2 separate regions of the Thunnus thynnus genome follow, and region 1 is linked to region 2. A link is a contact called in public Hi-C data. All regions are on one chromosome and are shown on one strand. Each heading gives the region's core, a stretch centred on a gene start, on an enhancer-like site or on the middle of the called end of the contact. The rest is flanking DNA. Distances are from core to core; before and after follow the strand shown. Region 1 holds the start of LOC137198378 (schlafen-like protein 1). Region 2 holds the start of ctps1a (CTP synthase 1a).

Region 1 (6,429 bases), core at 1,856-4,355, 180 kb after region 2:
TTTTACTACTCTGCATCTCAGCTAAACTTCACAGCCAGACAAATTCACATCTGCCTGTGTTCTGGAGGTGGAGGGGATTCCAGTGCCAGATCTGGGGCTCTGCTGTTGTGAGCTGGCCTGACATATGGACTTCCCACAGGAGGTCGGACAGGGCTGGCTGCTGAGCTTGGGCTTGATGAAGAACTCCTGGGTGGAGTGGTCCTCTGCTGTTCCTGTAATGAGGCTATGATGTGGTACAGTGGAGTAATGAGCTGGCGTAGCCTGTGGATATCAGTCCTAGATGTACGCAGGCACTTTTCCAGCTGCTGCACTTTTCCAATCCACATCTTGAACACACACACATACACACAGCATGTCAGCACTTGAAATATATTTGTCATTTTGATACAAATATGTATTTTGTATATAATAAAAATAATAGTCATGGACTTTCTTACATGTTTGGACCACTCCAGGATGACAGAGTTAGCCAGGGGCCCCTCGACACTCCCATCCCGCCTCATGTACACCTTCCCTTGGTCAGTCTGATAGAGGGTTGGCTCATTGAAAGCTGGAGGTGCTCTGAAAGTGAGGCACAGCACTTTGAAGCAGTGTTCCTCCACCCCAGGTTTTACCACAGGTAGGAACCGCAGGCTGTACTGGTGGGGAAGGAGAGGAGGATGGATGAGCCTCACACTCCTGTCCACCTGCAGGCGAGTCTTGTCCTCCTCTTCATGGCTGAAGTACAGACCACGAACCATTCCGCTGTCATTCACCCCGACCACCAGACTGCCTCCCCCGCTGTTCAGGAAGGCACTTGCGTAGACACAAACGTGTTGGCAGAAATTATGCTGCATGTAACTTCCTGAAGGAAGGAAGTTTCATGTTTATGTTTGGTTCTGTCTCTGACCCCCATGGTCTTCATCACCTTTTATCTTACTTAAAATTGAATGGAGTGCATGACACAATCATCACTTGCAACATTTTTTTTTTCTAAAACAGCAATTTAGTGAATTTTAAAAACTCAATAGGACAGGAATAAGTTGAGCAAATTCAATTTAACTATTAAATAATGCACAGCTGCAAATACATTTATACAGAGCGCTAATGAACAAATCATTCACAAATGTAAACACACAATATCAATCAGTAATATTCATGCTGTAGATTTTCTCTTTCCAGCTTCTCAAATGTGAGGATGTGACACCCCTCATATTTTCTAACGTTGTTAATTGAATATTTCTAAGTTTTGAAGACTGTTGGTCGGAAAAAAACGAGGCATTTGAAGACATCAGCTTGGTCTTTGGGAAATTGTAATCATCATTTTTCACTATTGTCTGACATTTTCCAGCCCCATCTACCACCCAAGGCCTAACAATTTTAACAGGATATAACTTGTCAGCTGTTGTAATATTACCTCCACCGACTTTGAACTCAATGTTGCGGGTCTCATTGCCAATGTGAGCCCCATAGTAGAGCCACTGGCAACTGGTGATGTCCTGTTCACTAATAGACTGGGTGTCATAGAGAGAAGGAACAAAATAGACTGGGTCAGTGAAGCAGGTCAGTGAAGTGTCATATTGTTACAAACTGAAATCATTACAATCATATAGTGGATTCATCTCTATGTCATCAAGGTCATTGGTAGAGGCCGTTTGGAAGCCAGTACCAATATCAATACATGAAATAAATGTATATGAGCTAATATTCATACATACAGTAACAAAAAATACATAACATAAAACATTTTGTGATAAATATATGTCTGAGTAAATATATTTTACAGTTGAACAAAACACTTTATGACAGTAATATAAATTTTGAACACTAAACATCACTAAAATTATTTTAAATTATTAAATAAAAACATAAAATTCTATAAAAGATTAATTGAGAAGTCAAATATTCATAAAAATGCAGCCACTAAAATATTTCTTGCTGTTTACAATTTTTGTTTTTTTTGCATTTGTGCCAACATTCACACTCATATCTATTTATGTGTGACACAATATCAGCTGATGTTATTAGCCTGTCAATGTATCCTTCCAGCTCTAGTGATTCTTGGTGACTCTGATCTCACCTGTGGTGATGTTATCTGTTGACCAGTCTGGATTTGAGCTGCACTGTCGCTGCTTTGCTGTGTGCTCTGTGGCTGAAGGGTGGAACGCCCAGAGCGTCTCTTCTTTTTAGGCCGTTTGGAGCCCCTCAGTCTCATTCTCCCTTTAAAGCCAAAACGTTTCCATGTCCAGGCACGATTGGCTCTGTTCCTTTTACTTTTCTTAGCTCTACTGGCAACTGTTGAGCGAACAGATTGGTTTGATTGTAGCAGACCGGTCCTTACATGAGCTGATGTGGAAGGAGTCGAGGAGGCAGAGGTCTGTACATCACTCCTCGTACCTGGGTTCATCCTCCTGCTCCACTTGCAGGGTTCTGGGCTTTTGTGTCGCTGATGCATTATGCTGTGAATAACAAAAAAGCTGCTTGACAATACAGCAGAACAATAACTTAGAAAGCTCTGTATTTTACAGGTCGCCACATGTGAGTTTTTAGACAAACAGTAAGTTGTCTGGAAGTCTAGAAGCTTATTGTGTGTGATTCAGCATAAGATACACAGTGTGAGATGATAATAAGGGGGCGTCAGTGTGCTAAATAGATAAATGAACACGAGGAGGCTTGATAAATCATCAAGTCAAGGCTGATCAAAACAATGATCAATCAAAGCCACGAGGCATGGCGAGGGAGCAGTGCTGGCACTAGGCTGATGATGACAAAGTTTATGAGTGTGTGCAGCTATACAGCAATGTACAGTTGAGCATCTTACCTTTTCCTGCTACGCTGGTGAAAGTCAACCTGTTAGTGTCCCTCTAAACTGTGGATGATCATTTTGAACAGAAAAAGCAGTTTTTACGCACAATATGTGTATTGTTGGAAACATCATCTGTATTAACATCATATACTAACAAGAAGCTATTGGATAATGTGTACAGCACAAAAAAATGAGGAAAAAAGTGTGTAGTTACCCTTTAAGGTGGGTCTTCTTGTTTTAAGGAGGACCACAATATACTAAAGCAAAATGTATTTAAAACATTTGTTATTTCAGTTGCTACAGTGTTTAAATGATGCATATTCCAAAGTAAATTTGCAAATTAAATTTAAAAAAAAACAATTTGTGTTTAGATTTGTGTATTCCAAGAGAGGAGGTTGGTTTCCAGACAGATATAAAAGATGCAACGTGTCATAATGACCTGCCATTCTGGGATGGAACCATATGGCAGCCATCTTTCCTGGGTCCAGTTTCCAAACTTGCTGGAATTGGAACCTATGGTGTCAGAGGCTTATGTTGTCTTTATAATCCTTGTATATTTCTACCAATACACCAATACTGTTTTTCATTAAAAGTAATGAGTGTAAGACAGCTGTGCCTACTTAATATGTAAGAACTGTCTTTGGTATTCTGAATGGCTAATATACTATATTAAACAATATCTTATGTTGAAATCCTAAATAAAATTCTGTATTTTGGCCTGTATTGACAGGCAATTACAATCATAGACACAAGAGAGAAGCTACTGTAATATATTAATATATTGATTAATTTCATAAATTATACTTAAGGAAAGCTCTCTCTCTCTCTCTCTCTCTCTCCCTCTCTGTCACACACTCACACACACATACACACACACATACATGGCAAATACTTCCTGTTTTGCTGTTTTGTTTTGTTTTCTCAGTTAACAGGCATGGGGTTTGTTTTGATAATAAGAGGAGAGGCTGAAGAATCTTGCTAACTGTAAATAAGGAGTTATTTTTGTTGATAAAGCAAGTTTTGCCTTCAGCAGAACTCCTGATGGACTCCTCGCAATTGTCTATTATGCTCATCACATAAAAATATGGATATTAAATTTATGATGATAATACGGACAAATTGCAGGAATTTAGCAAAATTGCAAGCTTGTATGTTTACTTTACAGTTGACTGACAGCTGCTTAGTGGTCAAATGTTAGGGTGATATTGATACCTTTGTTATAACTATGTTAGTTATCTTTATTCTCTCGTGTTGTTTTGAATGTTTTTGGCTTTCATTTGATTGATAAGGTATTAAAAATAGGGTAGGACTAGAAAAGTTCTTTACTTCATCCTACGCCCTTTTAGAACACTGAATGGTTATTATTGTTTACTGAAAGTTTGCTGTTATTTTTATTTGTTTTGTTTTGCTGCCTATATGTTTTATTTTGTCATTTTAATATATTTGAAATAAAAAAATAATCATTCAATCAATAACATTACTAAACGTTATCTCTGACCTCTAAGTTAGCATAGCTAGCATTAAAACAAGGTTTGCTGGCTATATATCTGTTTAGCTAACAGATCAATGCTGAGAGCTAGCATTCAGCAATAACTTTGACTTAGAACTTAGTTACTTAGTTACTTGGTGACTTAACATTAGTTGATGTTAGTTACCTAGTTCACTAACTTTTATAATGACTGACGGGTACAAAGTTGACCCACATGTTAAAAAAACCTCTCATCTACTCTATATTGACAGCCTCCCTGGTCTCTGTGGTCCTTTTGGTAAAGCAGTTATGTGCTGCACAGCTGACAACCACAGTTGTTGCTAATAGGAGATGATTGTAAACAATACCCACGTAAGATGGTGGACAGTTATCCCATGATTTATGACATAATGTTGCATCTAGTGTTCTTTATCTATGTTTCCAGAGCTCAAGTTTAAATATAATGAAGATGTCATGTGTATTCTACTTTGTGCACAGTACTTGATGGGTAATTGTACACACACTGAAGGGACCCAGAGTGTTATTTACAGAGAAATGGAATTTAGCCACATTTCTTAAAGTTCATCTCTTTTTCCATGCCATTTACTGACTAAATAGTGGAATGTACACAAGCACATCCTCACTGACTGAGTAAGTGGAGCAGAACGCTGAGCACAAATACAGTCTGTTGTGAAGCTGTTACACTATACCTGTAGTGGTGCTCATTCCACATTATAAAACATCAGAAGAGCAGTATAAGCACATTGTGAGTGCATGATAATTACTGTAATCAGAACATAATATCATAAACACAATATGTAAGAGTGTTGTGGCTACAGTTCTATTTTAGTCAATGAGATGTTGTTAAATAGCCACTTGAGGTCAGTGTTGTTCTAAGTTAAGAGCCATGTTTTCCCCTGGTTGTGTTGATGTCCTGAATCTGAGGTCAACACATAGGAGCCCAGCAAATGACCTCAGTGAAGAAAGGCCATGTGCTGCTTCAGCCTGAGATGATCAAGAACTGAGTAGATAATATGATCCTAAGTGTAAGCAGTGCCAATCTGCTGATGCCTGAAACAAAGGCTCTCTGAAGATCCGTGTCAAGGCAGTGGTTTCTATGCAATTCAAACACAATGGAAAAAGACATTTTGCAGAGTAAACCAGCAGTCATTGTAACATGAACATGAAACTGAAATATTCAGAGGAAATGCTGTAGCAGAGAGCTGCTGGAGGGCAGAAATGGATTACACCAAATGGTTTCATGTCAATTTTGTGTTCATGTAAATAGGATTTCAAGCCAAGTCTTCCATATGGGAAGACTGGCTTTGTTTGTATTTTTTAATTCTTAAACTGGAATCATTTCTAGTGAAGGAAATCATACAGTGAGTAACTATTTTTTTAGTGGAACCTCCTCGAGAAGAGTCTTATTTAAATGGTAACTACTAGGGCCGTAGCTTTACTGAGGTCACACATGTAAATCTCCAGACACGTCACCTAACCTCCCTCATGTTATATGTATATACAGTTTTAATTTCTTAGATAGATGTAGGACTACAACTGCTGATTATTCTCATGATCAATTCATCTGTTGATTATTTTCTTATCTATTGACTGTCCCCTAGGCCCCCTCCCTCATTGTTTCATCTGTCAAGCTTTCTGTTCTCACATGGCACATACCACTGGAAATTCTTAGTAAATTTTGTGACAATGGGCCCAACATTTCAGAAGTGCACAAAATGCTTCTCATATCATAGCCAGCGACCACATACTTTTGATTTTTTTATTATTTCCGACGTATTCCTTTTAAAACAAGACTCTTGTAAAAGTGGTCTTAGAGATTATGGCTGGCAATTTTCTGTATTTTTCCTATTGTCAATAAATCTCATGTGCAGATCCAAACCAACAATGAACTCATCCTACTTACAAGTATTGTGCGTGTATCCAAAGCCTGATATATCTTATTCCTTTGTGCTGTAGATCTTCGTTGTTGTCCAAAAACTATTAAAAACACATCAATGAGCCACACTGTTGCATTGAGTGACATGTTCCCTCACCACAAAGAGTTTTGGGCATGTAAGTTTGTTTAGAAATGGATCCCAAGACTAATAGCAGCAATTTTCACTCTCCAGAGAGTAGTTCCGTGTACATTAAATTTTTCAAAAAGTCAAGCGGTTGT
Region 2 (6,682 bases), core at 4,043-6,542:
ATTTTGTATGGTGTGTTCTGTGTGGGGTTTTTTTTGTTTAGGTTTTTTTGTTTGTTTGGGATGCTACGGATGCAAATTAGCTTCGAGCTAACTCCAGTGCAGTGCGCCTTTAATGTTTAAAACTGCACACTGTCCCAATCAATAAATCAAATCAAAAATATCATCACGATCGCTCATATTTGACTAGTCAACAAAATTAAGACATTAATAAAGAATGAGCTCATGGGTGCTGTGTGGGTTAACAACACTGTATACATACCTTAACCTCCAATTTGTGACTAATAGCCAGGGCCGAATGCTCCAGTGCCTTGATGACAGAAGCATAGGAGTCTGAGAACTTGGTGTATTTCCCCACCAGTGCTATAGAGCAGTGTTCTAGCAGTCTGTCAGACCTGTGGAGACAGCGTGTATGTTAGTGCACTATTTGAAACCTTCTCCGGAGTACAATCTCTCCATCCCTATTTGACTCAGTGTTGACTGACTCACCTGTCAGACATCTCCTTCCATTTAGTCAGCATCTTCCTGGGTCTGGTCTCTATGGGCATATTCAGTCTCTTGCTCAGGTAGCCCACCACGCCCTGATCCTCCAGCAGTAACGGCACTCTGTAGATGGACGATACGTCGTGGACACAGATGACCTGGAACAAGACAGGTGAATGAGTTTAGAACTGCTGAGAGAGTCACAGCTCTGTTTCCGTGGCTCGGTGTCAGTGATGTACCTGTTCGGGTTCTACGTGGCAGAACATTGAGATCTTTTCTTTGACAGAGTTCTCCAGAGCGGTGGAACAGCGACACATGATCTGTCGGCAAAGATGAGATGGAAATGGATCATTGAAGCAGCAGTACAGTGATTTCACACAGCAAAACATAAAGAAAAGATAATTATCGATATGATGAGCTGTGGCAGTGGTGTGTTAGTGGTTAAAATATCGCAATTACACTGATTTCAGGCAGTGAGAGGTGAATATGACGTCCTGTTTAGTGCTCATTCTGTCAGCTATGTGTAGTTTAGTCCTGAGAGTTTTAGTCATATTTAGTCAACTTGTAGTTTCATCTTAATTTTTTACATATTTAAGCAAAAATATATTGAGATTTATTGAAAGGTTTTGATTTTTAATTTTCATTTTAGTAAACCTTTTTTGTTAACATTATTTAGAAACATAGTGGCAGTTTTTGTTTCATTAACTCTCATGTCTTCACATCTTTATAATGAATGTAATGGAATCATCATTGATGATTATATTTTGTCAGTTTTTATTAACAAAATTCATACTAGTGCTGTTGCACAGTGAGTATGGTTTTCTTTTTTTTTTTGCAAGAACGTGTTTTGCTTTTTCACTGAGCTGTTGCACAGTATTTTGGGCCTGTCAGTGTTCATTTAAGAAAGGCACACTAACTCTGACTATGATGTCAAAACTCGTTCACTCAGTGATATGTTTTGTTATTTTCACATGAAGACATGTTCACCCATTGTTAACAACAGTGTCATTCTTCAAACTTTTGTGGATAAACAGAATGAGCACCACAGAGTTTAACCGTTTACATTCTGAAGTCTCATTTTGTAAGAAATAAATAAAAGCTCCTATGTGTAGGATTTGAATATTGATGATGACTCACCAGATCAGGGGACAGACCCAGTCCTCTGAGCTCTCTGACGCTGTTCTGTGTAGGTTTGGTCTTCTGCTCTCCTGTTGCACTGGGCTGGATGGAGATAATACATACATTAAACTGACTGAACTACTGTCTGTATATCTGCAACATCTAACATGTGACAAAAGGAGACAAAAACAGACGCTTAGATCTAAATACAAGAAACAAACTGTGAACGTGTCTTGTTCCCCTGAATCTTAAAATCACAGTCAGGGTGTATGGTATTATTGTCACAAAACTTGACTGCTGAAACGATCAAATCAATTCAAATTTGAAGGGAAGTCAAGCAGCACAGCTCTAATGTGATTATCAATCTTTAAACAATTACATTACTTTTTGTTCCTGACAATTCAAACACAGTTTGCTGCAAAAACTCTTATTTATGAAGTTATTTCCTAGAGCTAGACTGATCATTCAGCCAGGCAGACATATCTGCTGATACTAGCTTACTGCAGACATATTAGCATCAGCATATATGTCAGCTGTTGAATAACAAGAAATTACACTATAAATCATCTTCTTCCTCCTTCTTAATAAGGTATTTCTTTTATCACCTCTTTATAACCGTCATAAATTCACTTTGGATTTGGTTAATTCAATGTTGGCAGGCTACTAGAACAAACTAACTCTACTCTCTAAACGTAAAATAGAAGTGTAAAAAAATCTAGTGCTAATTAACCAAAACCACCTACTAGCTTACCAAGACTTCCTGTAGACACACCAAGCACACAAAGCAAGAGATTATGTTTTTATATTTTCTGGCACTGACAGCTGAGGGAACCTCTGGAAGCTTTTGTCCATAACAGAACAAGTTGTTGCTACTATACGATTTTTTTTCTAATTGCTTGTGTCTTGTGCACTCAGATTTTTTTCTGAGTGCAACGTGCAACAAATGCGTTTTGTTACAGTAGTAATCCTCCAGTGGGAATATAAGTGTGTGTATTTGCAGTCAATCAGAGCAGGAGCGAACATATTGCAACAAATATTTCCTCAAATAAAAACATGGGAGGCCTGAAGGCATCGCTCTCTTACCTGTGGTATCAAGCTGACGTGAATGTTGCAGAAGTTCTCTCTCTTCACCTTAAACTGGAACTGCCTGAAGGCCTCGATGAAAGGCATGCTCTCTATGTCTCCCACGGTGCCTCCTAACTGCGAGCATGTCACAAATATTATCAGTGACGTTCAAAGCAGCTTTTGTCTCAGCAGAGAATCCAGGACGATACAGAATCAAATCTGAACCATTCTTGGAAAATCTCAGGCTCACCTCTATGACACAAACTTGAGGTTCCACGAAATCGTCATCAACAGGTACTCTGGCCTGTTTCACCACCCATTCCTGAATGGCATCTGTGATGTGTGGCACCACTGGAATAAAAAAAAACAGACAAAATGATTCTTGGTTAATGATTATTTCTTTGGCGTGAAACTTTCTTCCAACCTTAAGCAGCTATTGTTTACCCTGCACGGTCTTGCCCAGGTAGTCTCCCCTCCTCTCCTTGTTGATGACTGACTGGTAGATCTTGCCGGTGGTCAGGTTGTTGTCTCTGGTCAGCCGGATGTCGAGGAAGCGCTCGTAGTTCCCCAGATCCAAGTCCACCTCGCCCCCGTCGTCTAGCACGAACACTTCACCTGGATAGAGCAGACAGGACACAATCATGACATGTAACTGTTTCATTATAAATGTGTCAAATCATAACTGATTATTTCCACTCACGTACCATGCTCATATGGGGAAAATGTGCCGGCATCTATGTTGATGTAAGGGTCGATCTTGATGGCAGTCACATGTAAGCCGCATGACTTCAGGATTGTGCCCACACTGCTAGCAATGATACCTTTGCCAATACCGGATATGACTCCTCCAGTTACAAGGATGTACTTCATCATTGTGCTCTGGTGTCTGGAGAAAGATGATGGATTCAAATCAAACAGGAGACCATGCAAAACTGTTCTCATCGTTGTACTGTGCAAACAAACTACACATTCAAAAGTGAATGTGAAGCTGACACATTCTCAACAGAAACTAACAATTACATTTTACCTCCGGAGCTTTCATCCACATCTTGTGGTCCTCATCAGTAGTTACAATCCACCCCCCCTCCCATACATGACTCCATCTGCTAGGCCACATAATGTGGCTGAAAGCCCCGATAATAATCCAGTGGTTGTGCCTTGAGTAAAGGAATTTTTTTGTCAAATAATTTATCATTTACAAATACATTATCTTGTATTGTATATTAAAATATTATCTAAAAAACAAATGCATTATCTTGTTGGGCTATTGTCCTAGATTACATTTTCCTAGGTACAAAGGTATATTGAACATAGAATATATAAAGAAAATACGCTTGTGAATGAAACATAATACTTAATTCACATACATGACAGCAACTAATTAAACTGGGCTATGGCTTACATTAAGGGCAGAGAATATTTCTGTAAAGACAATTTAGCTATTTAATTAACCACAACAATGGCTAAACCTCCATGTCCTCCTTGTTCCACAACGTGGACCCCATGAATTGTTAGACCCAATTATACAATGAAGGTTTACCTCCTAAAACCACTGGTCTATTAACCCAATAAAACCTCGAAGGTCACCAGATTTAACAAGTTTTTGTAAAAGTCTGTTGAACGTTTTCCATCCTTCCCGCAACTCATTACAAAGCATGGCACATGTAGCGCGCTTGGTTACACACACAGCACGGCCCGGGCGGATGGGAAATTCTAACTTCGATTATGCACGGACATCACAAATTAGCACACCGCCTGCCCGGGTTACCGCCGTGATTAAAGTAAACGGGACAAAAGTAACATGGCCAGTACAATTAGCTTCAGGCTAACTATTCGGGAAAATATTGGTATACGACAGTAATTATCAGACTGTCCCTCTTACCGGCCGCGGTGGAAAACAGACACATGTTACGCTGGCTGAACCAAGTGATACTGCTGTGTTTAAATATAAAGGTGCTAACATGCTCCCCATTTATAACAAACAGGTCAAGCTAGCGGGCTTACAGATGGCATTCAAAATAAAAGCCAAGTTAACTACACACCATATTTAATGTGAAACAAACGCGTAACAAAACTATCCTGAAGTTGCAGATAGTATTATCTACTCCTCTTAAAGTTACCAGAGCATTGCTGAAATATAATCAGTTATTGTAATATACTGCTACTTTCCAGCGCATGAATTTTATTTAGACTTTCTTTGCCGGAAGTCATACTTATTCATTGTTTTCTAGCTTGTAGCTAAAATAACTGTATTTGCTAGCTCGACAACTAGCCCCTCTTATAACAGAATTACATTTCAACTCACCAAAATATTCCTTCCTCTCCAAACAAATTCTGAACGACTGAAACGGCTCACAGGGCCCTTTTCTGAGACGAGATTTCTATCCAAACAGCTTTAGCTCCTGTGTTTCTCCTGAGCTATCCATCCACACATTGACTCCGCACGTGTATGTAGCACGACTCAGCTGCAGCAGCACATCATTCACTACACAGTGCTACCCTCAGGACTTCCGCAGTACTGGCAACCTCGTTACTTTTTATGGGTTTAGTATTATTTCCATAGTGATGCCACTAACACCATACCTATAAGACAAAACAAAATTATATTGACAATAACACATAACAATAACAATCGCATCAACCCAGACAACACCTACAGCACCATAGATAATAACAAATAACCTGCCCAGTCAATGCTTTGCGACAAATGCAGATGCAAGACGATAAACCACCCTAATGCAATGCAAAGCTAAGATAAATAAATAAATAAATAAATAAATAAAATTAGCTAGTAGCCCCAAAAGAATACAACACCATGCTACAAAAGAAGGGGAAAAATAACAAAATAAAGAAAAAGTCAATTGCCTCCACAAGAAATCCTTATATTTTATATTAATCAATTGAGCTTCTTTCATATATAATTAAGAATCTGATACATATAAAGGAAAATTTGACAGACAGTTGGTCAATCCTGCAAGCAAGGTATTTTCAATCGCCTGTGGTACATAATTTAAGAAAGAAAAAAAAATCACTGCCAGTCAGGTCTGCAGACAGCCTCTCAAGAGGAGGAATCCTAATTATTATTATCCCACATATTAACTGCAGGAGGTTCAGACTCAGTCCATTTAAGTCATATACATTTCCTCGCAAGTAACAGAAGTTTCCCCAAAAGTTTAAATTCAGTTTTATTTGGGTCTAATGTCCCATTATTAACATGAAGGAGAAGAAGGGATGGATGAGCCACTTAAAAAAAAAAGTTTTATTTATTTTTCTCTATATTTGGAATTTGGTTGCCATCACCAAACCCTGTTGTGGAAAGATATTTTTCTAGCAGTATTTAACTGAGGTTAAGGTGAACTGTTGTATGTGGTGATCTTAAATTACTGCTGTTTATATGAAACATGAAGCTGCAGAATTTATGCTACTATACATACAGACGAGTGACCAAATGGTGTTCATCCCTCCAGAAGAGTTCCTGAGGCTTGTAGAATCAATGCCAAGGCTGAGGAACACCATTCTACAAAAAGATATTCCCTCATTTGGTGTTTTGATGATGGTGATGAAGAGCGGTGTCTAACACGTCAGTCCAAAATCTCCCATAGGTGTTCAGTAGGGTTGAAATCTGGTGACTGTGAAGGTCATAGCATATGATTCACATCATTTTCATACTCATCAAACCACTCAGTGACTCCTCGTGCTCTGTGAATCGGGGCATTGTCATCCAGGAAGAGACCACTCCCATCAGGATAGAAATGATTCATCGCAGGATAAAGGTGATCACTTAGAACAACTTTGTATTGATTTGCAGTGACCTTCCCTCTAAGGGAACAAGTGGACCCAAACCATGCCAGCAAAATGCCCCCCAAAGCATAACAGAGCCACCAGATCCCCTCACTGTAGGGGTCAAGCATTCAGACCTGGACCAGTTCTTCCTTTAATTTGTCACCTGTCTGTATATGCACCATATGTCAAAAATAACATTAAAAAATATTAAAGAAAAAAGTTATTTATTTAGTTA

What was found. A called contact is a pair of places that touch in the nucleus more often than the background predicts.
Region 1: a Hi-C map of muscle shows a contact between it and region 2, with 5 times the contacts expected there. The contact joins the promoter of LOC137198378 here to the promoter of ctps1a in region 2. A contact is called at or near these places in 2 of 3 Hi-C or Micro-C datasets (both in muscle).

What each region holds. Positions count from the first base shown.
Region 1 is chr15:27,290,173-27,296,601 of fThuThy2.1, forward strand. It overlaps LOC137198378 (schlafen-like protein 1), which reads right to left and starts at 3,106. Exons shown (of 7, transcript XM_067612166.1): 1 at 3,000-3,106; 2 at 2,801-2,848; 3 at 2,377-2,438; 4 at 2,060-2,274; 5 at 1,397-1,493; 6 at 438-844; 7 at 1-326. The coding sequence starts at 2,434. The coding sequence ends at 45.
Region 2 is chr15:27,112,148-27,118,829 of fThuThy2.1, forward strand. It overlaps ctps1a (CTP synthase 1a), which reads right to left and starts at 5,293. Exons shown (of 18, transcript XM_067611591.1): 1 at 4,970-5,293; 2 at 3,369-3,550; 3 at 3,109-3,279; 4 at 2,915-3,015; 5 at 2,683-2,799; 6 at 1,618-1,701; 7 at 720-800; 8 at 487-638; 9 at 260-392. The coding sequence starts at 3,537.